3 separate regions of the Mus musculus genome follow, and all the other regions are linked to region 1. A link is a contact called in public HiChIP or PLAC-seq data. All regions are on one chromosome and are shown on one strand. The core of a region is the stretch at or near the end of the contact, and the rest is flanking DNA. Distances in the headings are between cores, read along the strand shown. Region 1 holds the start of Ric8b (RIC8 guanine nucleotide exchange factor B). Region 2 holds the start of Mterf2 (mitochondrial transcription termination factor 2). Region 3 overlaps Polr3b (polymerase (RNA) III (DNA directed) polypeptide B).

Evidence for each region. HiChIP or PLAC-seq counts read pairs in DNA pulled down with a chosen protein or histone mark.
Region 2: an H3K4me3 HiChIP or PLAC-seq map of intestinal villus epithelium shows a contact between it and region 1, with 7 read pairs. The contact joins the promoter of Mterf2 here to the promoter of Ric8b in region 1. A contact is called at or near these places in 1 of 39 promoter capture datasets (pre-B cells), 2 of 484 Hi-C or Micro-C datasets (CD4 T cells and muscle stem cells), 2 of 115 datasets of contacts at active chromatin or transcription factors (intestinal villus epithelium and memory CD8 T cells) and 3 of 9 other capture datasets (adipose tissue, liver and pancreatic islet).
Region 3: a contact with region 1 is called in an H3K4me3 HiChIP or PLAC-seq map of bone marrow-derived macrophages, with 6 times the contacts expected there. The contact joins the enhancer-like site here to the promoter of Ric8b in region 1. A contact is called at or near these places in 3 of 39 promoter capture datasets (the C10 cell line, cranial neural crest and macrophages), 6 of 115 datasets of contacts at active chromatin or transcription factors (the 230-238 cell line, bone marrow-derived macrophages, double positive thymocytes and 2 more) and 1 of 9 other capture datasets (embryonic stem cells).

What each region holds. Positions count from the first base shown.
Region 1 is chr10:84,915,913-84,919,691 of GRCm38.p6, reverse strand. Ric8b (RIC8 guanine nucleotide exchange factor B) reads right to left here and starts at 2,079. Exons shown (of 10, transcript NM_183172.2): 1 at 1,867-2,079. The coding sequence starts at 1,950.
Region 2 is chr10:85,125,978-85,129,993 of GRCm38.p6, reverse strand. Mterf2 (mitochondrial transcription termination factor 2) reads left to right here and starts at 1,967. Exons shown (of 3, transcript NM_028832.3): 1 at 1,967-2,032; 2 at 3,508-3,626.
Region 3 is chr10:84,677,384-84,681,213 of GRCm38.p6, reverse strand. Polr3b (polymerase (RNA) III (DNA directed) polypeptide B) reads right to left here. Exons shown (of 28, transcript NM_027423.2): 17 at 1,394-1,468; 18 at 750-848. Among named protein-coding and RNA genes, the nearest start is that of Gm17249, 57 kb to the right of the region's middle. Within about 2 kb of position 2,408, at least 17 of the 459 cell types and tissues checked have an H3K27ac peak or open chromatin away from gene starts, as enhancers often do. A contact at or near this core is called in memory CD8 T cells, where this site is marked.

The DNA of each region.
Region 1 (3,779 bases), core at 830-3,329:
TAACAGGGAGAGGAAGGGATAAATTGGAGGAAACAAATAAAAAGGGGACCTAATTTGTTCAGCTACAACGGAGCGCAGAGTGGACTCAGATCCCAGTGTAGGTTTTCCCTCCTCCCTGGCTTGTGGAAAAAAGGTTCCTATCATTGTTAGCTAGCTGGCATATAGTAAGTGCTAAAAAAAACATTAACAGTTAATAGAAGTTCATTCAACACAATAGCCAAACTATTATACTTCTCTTTGTAAATCAGCTTGAAGCTCCCCCATATCTTCTCTGGAAAGCAATAATAAATCAAGTTAAAAATAATACAATATACGCAGTATGTACACCTACGCATTAAATGAGTTTCTCCTAAATTAGGCAGATATGATCAACACTAAAGCCTATCAGGTGAAGGGGCTAAGACATGACTAGAGTACAGTCCGTGCATTCTACCTAAGAATGTATCACAGCAAAAAAAAGGCACTAGACTTAGAGTTGGAGAGCTAGACTCAACTCTCAGTCTTATTTTTCATTGGGTATGTGACTTTGGGAAGACATTATTATCCTGAGTGTTACTCTCTGTGAAATGAGGAATATCCTCCTCACTGTCCTCACTAGATTGCTGGGAAGATTAAGTGGGTATGAAGGTTCTTTTAAAACAAGAAGTATGTCTCTTCTGGAGGTATTTTCTACTAAGCGCAGAAATGGGCATACAGGCAGTTCACTGATACAAAATATATGAGAGCGGAGTAGTAGGCACAGAAGAGAAGGTCCACAGGGGCATACAGCCATGTTTCTTTCAGAGAGGGCTGATAAATAGGCAGGGGAAAGGAACAGTAAGGTACCTGTTAGGTATATGGTGTAACTTGGTGATGGATGGGTCTTCAGAGAAGAGAGTCATACAAGTCTCCCAAACAGCCTAAAGGTGTTAGGTAGGCTACTTATTAAAGCAAACATGAGAAACTGCTGAAAGGAAAAGGAAGATCTAATGGTACTTGGAGAGAGAGCTCCTCCAGAGATGAAAGTGGTATTAATAATAAGATACCGATCACTGTAGCAAAAGACCAGTGAATGGATAGTTTGAAAACCTAGGTGGGAAGGCTCTGGCTCCCAGGAATGACCTTGGGCTAGTTACTTAGCCCATCTGGAGGCTCCATTGCAAAACACAGATAATACCTCACAGGATTGCTGTCAAGATTAAATGAGATAATGAACAGAAAAGCTGTTAATGCGATACAAATAACAGGTATTATTAGGAGTTGGATTTTCTACCCACTTGCAACATATGTCCATGACCTTGGGGCGTGATTTCAGTTCTTTGCACCTCGGTTTCCTCATCTATGAAATGGGAAGGTTGATACCATCTACTTTATAAGCACTTGGAGGATATCAAAGGAGATCACATAAAAGACATCAATGCCTGGTAAACCATACAATGGTACAGGTACACAAAGACCTGCCATCGTTGCTGATATGTTTTGTGCATGACAAGGGCCGTGTTTATGCAGAGAAGCATGTATTTTCACACTATACAGGTGAGAAAGCCTCGCATGCATTTTATGCATCCAGGAACGGGGCACTGGGCAGCCGCGCATCTACAGATTCTGGGGGTGTGCCTTGCACGTTTAGGAAGAAGACCACAGGACAGGCTGCTGGGCCAGAAATCGGAGTGGGCATTATAGTGGAGGCAATGGGTAGATGCAGGATGAACGAGTGGGAAAGGCTGGGGGCACAAACACGCATGCCCAAGCCGGAAACGTTTTCGGGGGAGAGCAATGCGCATCCCCGGAATGAGGGGGATGGGGAGGATGCGAAGTGCAAGCCCCGAAGGCGGCCCGGGGGGAGGGGGGACAAGACAGCGAACGCCCGGGGCCAGAGTTCTTTACCTTGTCGCTGTAATCCCTCAGGACCCGCTCGATAGCCCCCGCCTCGCCGGCCCGGACGATGTAGAGGGCGCGCTCTTCATCCATGGCCGCAGGTGCGGGGGAGCCGCAGCCGCTGTGCGCGCCCCAGCCGCTGCCTCCCAGGTAAACGCCTCGCGCCCCCGCTACCTCGCTCCTTCCCAGCTTCCTTCCTTCCCTCCTTCCCTCCCTCCCTCCAGCCTCCAACCCGCCAGCCTCCGCCCGGGCAGGCCCTACGTCACCGCCCCTCAACTTTCACCCCGCGACGTCACCGCTCCCCCAGCAACCGGCGCCCGGAGGCCTCCCCTGACAAGGCCCGGGGCTTGGTGGAGGCCTGAGGAGCCACCAGAGACTGAGTCAGGCCCAGGCCCTGCCTACTCCCCTAGGTCTGCCAGCCTTGGGGAAGAGTTGGGCTTCGCAGCGGGCTTCCACGAGCAGAACTGTCTCTCCTAACACTCTATGAATCATTCCCCCATAGCGGACGAGAACTGGCGGGCTGTTCCCCGCCCATCTGCGAGCCTACCGCTTCTACACTACAATTCCCGACATGCAATGGGCTCATCCCACGCTGTCATCTGAGTTATTAGTGAACTGAATAGCATGCCGGAATTGGTAGTCATCCAGTGCAAAAGACTTCCCTCTTTCCAGAGGGCATGCTGGAAAATGTAGTTCCCTAAAGGCCGGAAACCAGAATCCTGCGACCGCTGGAGGCCAGAGGCGGAGGGACCCTTCGTTGGTGGGAGGGTCTAAACTGGGGTTTAACTGGGTTTTTTGTTTTTGGGTTTTTTTTTTTTTTTTTTTGGTTTTTATTTTTTTCTTTTTTCTGACCTGCACTTAGACGCGGCTGGTTGGACTTACTGACGATGGCGAAACGGCCGACCCTTGGTAGTGGCTGTCAGCGCCAGGTTGAGTTCCCTCTATGCTCAGTTAGCGGTTTCCGTCTCTGGAATGCTCACCCTCCTCACCCGGTTGCAGTCCTGTTATGCACTAGGCTACAGCAACATGGGAAATTGAACACAGTTCTTTGTGGAACCCTAAGGAATCACAACAGATAAAGAAATTTGGAGAGATCTATATATCTATATAGATATTATTTGGAGATAGATTATTAGATTATGTATATATAATTTTATATTATATGTATGTATATGTGTGTGTGTGTGTATGTACATATATACATATATATTTTATTTCTATTTTCCAGATGAAGAAATTGAAGCTCAGAATTAATGAGGCATACCTGGGATTTGAACCCAGGGAAATTAGCTCTGCACTTAGTAATTGAGAAAGTTGAGATTTGAATCCAGGTCGTTCCCAAAGATGTAAATATCACACAACCAGAGTATCCATGGAGTCAGTGGTGATGGAGGCACATATTCTCCAAGTGTTAGTTCTGTGCCAGCCACTTACATTTCATCTGGGTTCACTCAACATCTCAAAAAATTAAATATTTGAGAATTTGTGCATTGCTGGGCATTATCCAATACAGTGTGGATACAGTGGCTCCCAAAACAAGTCCCAACCTTACTGGGTGGTCTGTTCTTGTGGACATCACCATGAACAGCCCTGCTGTTCTTGTTTTAAAATGAGCAGTCTTGAAAATTTAAAATGCATAGTTTTTATATTAAGTTTGGACCTGGAGCCTGTTCTGCACTCCCAGGCTCTCTCATAGAGAATAGATGAATTCTGCAAGAAATTTCCAAGCGTTTTACCCTCAAGTAATCATCCTTGTTGCCTTCCCCGTGGGCCTCTTAAGCTTTGCTGAAGAGGAAGGAGAGATGTACAAGTGTTTACTCATCTTCTTGGGTTTCTGTTACCCTGTAGTAGATCTGGGGAGATTTAAACAGTGTAGACGCCGAGCCCATGGAGCTTGGATTTTCTGATGATTATACTTTTCA
Region 2 (4,016 bases), core at 718-3,217, 210 kb before region 1:
TGATAACCATTGTTTAGTTACTTTTCTGTTACTGTGATAAAGCATCAGTGCAGCTTATAAAAGAATTTAATGTGGGTATTTCAGACAGAGTTCATGATCACAGAGCACGGAACACCTGAGTTCTCACACCTCAGTCCATAACTGAGAGACTCAAGAGGGAGCCCAGGAATGGCAAGAACCTCAAAGCATCTCCTGCAACAAGGCCACGCCTCTTCATCCTTCCCAAACAGCTCCACCAGCTGGGGCCCAAGTATTCAAACAAGCCTGTGGGGACCATTCTCATTCAAACCACTATACCCAGTATAACTTTATTTCTTATAGAGACTTCAGAATTGTTTGATTTTTGTAGTTTTCTTTAGGAAAATATACATAGTAGTAGTCTCATCACCTGTTCCTCCTAAGGTTTTTTCTGAGTGTCAGGCCCTAGAAACGCACTGTAAGAAGATGGCAAAGTCTGAGCCCAGTCACTGGCCACAGTCAGTGTGGCTGAGTTAGCAGCTACTTTTGATCACAGTGCACAGGTTGTGTGGAGCCTTGGTGCAAGCTTCCCACACCATGATTCTCAGTTCTGCGTCCCTCTCCTAACAAGTGATTGCACAGCATGCAATTCCAAGTCTTGACTTTAACACCTATAACTTTCTTTCTTCCCCCCCTTTTTTTTTCAATTGTCTGATGGGGGGTGTGGGTTGGCTTTTGAGACAGTGCCTGAAACTAAACAAAACTGGCCTAGATTACTGTGTAATTCCAGGCTGTCTTTGTCTAATCCTTCCCCATGCTGCGATGTGACCACTTATTCCTTTTCTATACTTGACTGTAGTTTCCTTTTCCCAAGTGAGGATAGCACATCTTAACCATGAATCCCAAATTTTTGTAAGAAAGTGTGCAGTAAAATCCATGAATAGAGTGTTGATGTGCTAAGAAGGGTTATTGGACATAGATCACCTACTCATCTAGGTAGTAGCTGCTCAGTTAATTCCGGAGTAGCCTGAGGATCAGAACTGATCTTTAGGAGTCAGGACTCTGTTCCTCTAAAGCCCACAAAGTGTAAACCACACGGCTGTTTTCAGATATGATTAACATTCTGGAGTTCTTAACTGTGGATCAAGCATTGTTCTTAGCTAAGGACATAATCAGGAGCCTCCACTCCACATGAAGGGGAGGTGTCAACCTGAGTGAGAGACCCTTAGAAAGGTAACGAGGCGGGCTATCAGCCTAGGAAACACCATTTTCCTTGCTCTAACTGCATACAGCACAGGGTGGGCACAGGGGACTCTTTCCTGGGTAGCACTTCACTCTCATTGTGGTTACCACGTTAATGTGTTTCAGTTCCTGTTGCCCTGTCCAAGGTCCTAGCGCTGCAGTTCCGCATGCTTGGTGCTGAGGCGGCAGCCTGTAAATATTTATCTGAAGGATGGATGAAAAAGATTCTGGCTTTTGGTTGGCTGGTTTATGAGTGTGGGCATCACGAATAACTTAGAATGTAAAGCAAAAGGCAGTTTAGCAGTATTTGGGCAAAGTCATCTAGGGGTAAAAAGGATGAATGGCATTTAGGGAATCAGACCTGGTGTTTACCGCAGATGTGAGGGGTTTGTTTTGTTTGGACAGGTCAGGTTTCAAAGTTTTAAACTTGAGAATTCTGAATGGCTCCACATTACAGACAACAGGTTCTGATCTGCCCCTCCTCCCTGCCTCTTTCTCTCAACGAGTTGTAACGTTCTCTAAGGGACAAAGAGACTGAACCACCAGAGTTTGCTGAGACAGAAGCGCCAGGTGGCACTGGTGGCAATAGACCCTGTAGTGTGGCTCACTTATTCCCACGGGAGCCTGTACACAGTGTTCTAATTGGCTACGCTCGGGATGGAGGCGTGACTTCCTGCACATCAGTTTCTCGAGCTCTGATTGGTTACCAGCCAAGGCGAAGCCCTGCCAGTTACCTAGGATCTGTTTCCTGAGTGGAGAGGCCTGCGGAACAGGGTGGGAACTTAGCTCAACGCCCAAGGTCTCTCCGCTGTGCTTGGACTGCTGCCCACAGGTAAGCCACCCTATTTCTCCAGCTCTGGCTGAGCCTCAAGCCTGCCTACCGGGGTCAGGGTTAGCAGCTGCCCACCGAGAACGTCCACACAGGCACTCCACCTCGGAGCACTGAAAAAAGGAGGCTGCACACGTAAATAAGAGGCCACGGTAGCGGTCCTGGCAGGGCCCTTCCTCTGACCAACTTTGTGGTTCTTTGCCTACAAATTGGAATTCACTTGAAACTGTCAGATCAGAACTTAATTGGTTTTATTGAGAGGACTGTTTTAATTATAAAAATGTATTTCTCACCTCAGGATTGCTTGAGAGGATTGCATAAGAGAGCAGACTATGTGACCTTTTTAGCAAGAGCATCATTGTACATAGGACACAAGGCTAAGAGGACTGCCATTCTTAGGTGGGCAGCCTTGGGCAAGCTACACCTGCATCCTGGCCTCATCTTTAAGGGGAACTATGGTTTAATGAGGAGTAGATGTGAGGGCTTTGTTTTGTTTTTTAATACTCTGAACTACTATTAACTCGTTTAACATGATCTTTCACCAAGGAATAGCGTCCCCATGTTCCTGATGCCCACACTGCCCACACAGAAAGGTGATATTACTTCCTAAAAAGTCACAGCTAATTGGAGATTAATTCCAAGGCAGTGTAGCTGCGCTAAAGTAACTCACTTTTGCCCTCTGCATTGTTTCATAGCCTGATTTGTTAATTTGCTGTTATTGCCTTGTGCATCGTGTTCTTTGTTTGCTCATTACAGGAAATAACAGTATTCAGTCTCGGCTCTCCCCTGCATACACAGTCACTATGGGCTGCTCATAGTTCTTGCTAACGCCATTTCTGAAGTGAAAAAGGTGTGGGCCTTCCTTATTTTTTTTTTGTAAAGTCTGTAACTCTCAAGTTCTCAGATGGTCTGTGATCCCAACAGAAATATGAAATGTTTGGCCAGGAGAGCTAGTGCCTACCATCCTGACAGCAGCCTGAGCTTAAAACAAACAAACAAACAAAAAAACAAACAAAAAAACCCTACAAGTTGAATGGACAATTGATAAATATTACTATAAAGTAAAAAAACACACCGGGAACTGCCTGCCCCTCTCTTTCCCAGAGTCAGTGATGGCAGCCCATGAAGGGCAGGGAGACAGTTCATTAGAACACGGTGCTGCAAAGTGGGTTGTGTGGGATAGTGAAGCAGAAACGTGAGGGGTCACAGCCATCCCAGGTGGAGCATTGCAGTCCATGGTGCCGTAAACACCCTTAAAGGGGACATGGGGCTTCATCTATTCTGAAACATCAGAGGCATTTCCTTAAGAAAGTGACGCTTACTTCTGAGAGTTGATTGACAAAAGCACAGTCTTTGGAGACTATGTAGTGGGAACAGAGTCCGCCGGGACTGAGAAGTGACTGGTTTGTGAGGAAGGGAGATGGGAATTCAGGTGGCAGAAAGTCTTTTCTACAAATTATTGTATGTCTGTCCTAAAGTGCCACTGAGGTCTATTGCAGAGAGGTGACAGAATCACATTTTAGAAGCTACAGAGGAGTCCTAAATGGACTGACTGAAGCCCTGGAGAAGGACAAAATCGCTCAGGAGAGACTATAAGGTAAGAAGGAAAGCATATTTATTTGTTTGTACATTTGTTTGTTTTTCACTAGAAAAACTCATTCATTTCTAATGCTTTTAATTAAAATACAATTACATCATTTACACTTCCCAAGTACACACACACTCCATTATTCTCTCTCAAATTCATGGTCTCTCTCATTTCTTTAATTATAATATTTTGGGTTTTTTTTTTTTTTAAACAAGTTGTTACTTTACAGTCCAAACTGGCTTAAAAATACTCTAGGTAGACCAGGCTGACCTAAAACTTATGCGTCAGCCTTCCTAGTGCTGGAATTTCAGGCTACCAAGCCTAAAGATGCACCTGTAGAGGAGACAGAGAAGGGGTGGCCAGAGGGGAGTGGTGGGGAGAGCAAGAAGAGGGGAGCAC
Region 3 (3,830 bases), core at 1,159-3,658, 240 kb after region 1:
CCATCTGAAGGGGTAAAAATTCTGACTAAAAAACATTATTAAATTGTAATACAAATATATACAAATATTATAATACAAATATATATTTCATCTAGTAGCAAAAAGAAAAAAATTATTCGCTTGAGACTGAAGATATAAATAGTTATCAAGTATGACTATTAAATTCCCCTTTAAAAATATAACTGCAAAAGTTCCAGTTTCGGGCAAGTGGTACATTAATGACTTGTGTCACAGAGCGAGCTGTGCAGATGTCGTCTAATGTCTCCCAAACAGAACACAGATGCTTCTAACGTGCCACTGTGGTAGAAGAAATATCATGAACACATTGGCATCCTGAGTTCACACTGCACATATGAGGCGCAGAGATATTTTTATGCCACACTATGTGTGGAATTCCTCCTCTAACAATGAGATTTCAGATATTCACTGACAAACTCCTATCTCAAAGAGACAAACACATTTTATGCATCCTACTCATCAGCTCATTGTTTACAGTAGGTGGGTAGAGTCCCTTTTAAATGTATACACTGAGCATCCTAGGGTTAGAGGATAATTAAATCTAGAGATTATTTGCTAGTGATCTGGGGCACTCCACTGGGACAAATGACAGGGGTGCTTCCTTACAGAACAGCATCCTCACAGGAGCACCTCCCCTCCCAACCCCTGAAAGTCTGAAGTAGACAGTGAAATAGACGGCACTAAAGTCCACGGACAAATGGACTTTAATTGTGGTTGCCAATCTTACTTACTTATTAATTGTATGTTCGTAGAGCGCAATGTTACAGTCATTTTCTTCATTCACATCTAAGTATTCAACTAGACTTTCATGTAAGAAATCTTCAAAATTCCTGAGAAAATATTAGTAAAAGAGACAGGAAGGCAACTTGATTGCAGCACTGTTAGAACAATGGAGGACCCTAGTTTTCACTTATTCCCAAATACCATTCTCTCCTAGAGAGCATCAATACACTGAAATGTCTGAACACGTTGTTCAAGGCTCACAAGCTGCCAAGATAAAAGCACTAAAGGGTGAATTTTGCCAACCTGGGCCCCGCTTGTAAAAATACTGACTTCAGAAACTGGTAAGAGGAATCAGTGTCCACATTAGCAGTGTGTCTACAGGGGCTTTTCTTGGTGGAAGTATCTAGTGGACACTAATTACACCAAGGCTCTGTACTCCTCATGACTGGGGTTGGTGAGCACTTCATCACATGCAGGCGCTGCATGGGCAATGATTTATAACTGGCTGCTGGTAAACTTGGTAGAGAGGAATGAATAGACTAGAGATTAAAATACACTTTCCTAACAGTACACGTCAAAGAATGCTACAGCTGACTAAAGCATGTAGGCACATATTTAAAGAAACGAATGATTCCTACCTTCGGTCACTTACCTGTAGCCTTGAGCCAACTCTTCCATGTGCTTATTTGTGACAGCTGGCTTTTGTTTCTTAACAATTATGTAAGGCCTAGAAAGGGAGAAGAGTAACTTATAGAAGAATGACATCAGCCAGTTCTACCTGTCACCATGGAACGAGAGGGGAGACACACAGCTTGCTCTGGTTGCTTGACGACATACAGTAGTTTTTTCTGCATGAAAATGTAGGGTCTTTTTCTCTCCACCACACTCTCTGATCATGTGAGTATATATATATATATATATATATATATATATATATATATATATATACTGTACAGAATTGTCTCCAATTATCCTAAGAGTCATTTGGATTTAAATAAAAAAGCAACACAAAAATCAGTCAATAAAGTCTCCACAGGGTACAAAATCTTCCTGCTGTATTTTGTAAACTGTGTCAGCGATTACCCAGAAGCCTCTCTTCTCTTCCTATTGGGAATATGTGGTTTATAGCAGTCTCCCTTTACCCAGAATTAAGGTGTTTTGTTCTTTGGTGATTTTAGTTCCTTGGGGCCATATGTGGTCTAAAAAGTTTTAGATCATGTATGCGTCTGGGCAGGGTGGTGAAATCCTGTTCCACGCTACTCCATTCTACCTCGGAGGGGATCCCCTTTTCTTTAGGGTATCCACACTACACAGTACTGACAGGATGCTTGCTTGCTAGTCATTTAGTAGCAGTCTCAGTTTTCTGAATGAAAGAATGGTACATTCAAGACTGAGTACTGTTGGTGATTTTAGACATCCACTGGAGACCCTGGAACATATCCCACTCACAGAACTACTGTAATCCCTATGGAGCTGGCAGGCAGAAACCTGTCACTGTGGACAGTAACAGCATCTGATTTGAGAGTTCGGTGGAAACGAGGTGTCTGAGGTGGTTTCATACATGACTAACATCACCAAGACAGATGAACAGGTGACTTACACTTTGCTATATGTTTATAGAGAACAGACCACAGCTTCATTTCCTTACTGGTGACTTGTAATGACTGATGGGGGTGAGGTGGAGGGAACACTCTGGTAGATTAACCTGTAACTGTCAGAGGTGACTTGCCTCTGAGGGCTTTGCCACCACAAGAAACTAGCCACAAAAAGAATGGCATGCAGCACGGAAATGTCAAGGGCTGTTGCTATTTGGATAAGCAGCTCTTACAGAGGGGAGCGAGAAGCCAGCAGACACTTGTGTGTCTATCCTGGAGCCCAAATAGCGATGTGAAGGCTAATGAGCACTTTGAAACTGGCAAGAAGAGGAGCTAAACACTCACAAAAGGGACATGAGCTGCTGACAGCAGCAGAGAGAGCTCTTCAAGGAAGTCAGCAGGACCCCGAAGTCCTGCTTTTGGTGAGGAAACAGAGACCCTCTCCCGGCCTACCCCAGGAGCTCAGACCACTGCTGAGCTTACGGCGGGGGTAAGGTTCCCAGTCAAGAACAGGACCCAGAGAAGCAGCTTGTGCAGTAAATTCCATGCCAGCCAGCTCTCTGGTCTGCTATTATACATTTATTTCTAAAAACAACTTACTCTTTAAAAAACATGTTTTATTGTATGGATAAAGTAAAATGAAACCGTTCTGAACAGGAACAGCTCACAACATGCCTGTGCGTCTCCTGCCTCAGAAGGCCATGCTGTTTCACCCCATGTCCTTCCTCTACTTAAGACAAGATCTCACCAGAGACCAGGAACTCATAGACCCACTACCTGCCTCTGCCTGACTAGGATTTAGGCCACCATGCCTGGCCTGGGCTATTTGTTAGCAGCTCTGCATAAGTACTTACCACAGCCTACTTGCTATTCTTAGCAGAGTCCTACCTAGGGAGACATTACCACTTATAATTCACAGCCGAGGAAATCAAACCTCAGAAACTTAGGAATACTTAGAATCACACAGTCACTAAGTGGCCAGTGAGGACTCAAATGTGGGCATCTTATTTTCAGCAACATCACAAGAGAAGCCAGTTCTGACTGAGTTAAGCAAAAATGTACTTTACTCGAAGCACTAAGAATTGACCAGAAGGCTGAGTATCCTAGGCTTCTGTCTATGAGTATAACAGAAGAATATCATTAGGGATGGTTTCATTGGCTTCTCCCCCCACCCCCAACACTCTCCTTCTTAATTGCTGATCCTGTTTGATTCTATCCTGGTTCTCTGGTTCCTGGCCCTCTAGGTAGTATTAGGGGTAAGCTCTCGGATCCAGCAGCTGATGGAAATAGATGCAAAGATCCACAGCCAAACATTATGCAGAGTACGTGGAATCTTATGGAAGAGGGTGAGGAATGACTGCAGGAAGCAGAGGGGTCAGGATGTCAAGACTTTAAAGCTGGGCAGAATACAGAGGTGGGTCACAATCGGTGGAGCCAAGTAACATTTAAGGACCACCAGGAAAAGCCCAATTCTACCGTGCTCTAGTTCTGCTC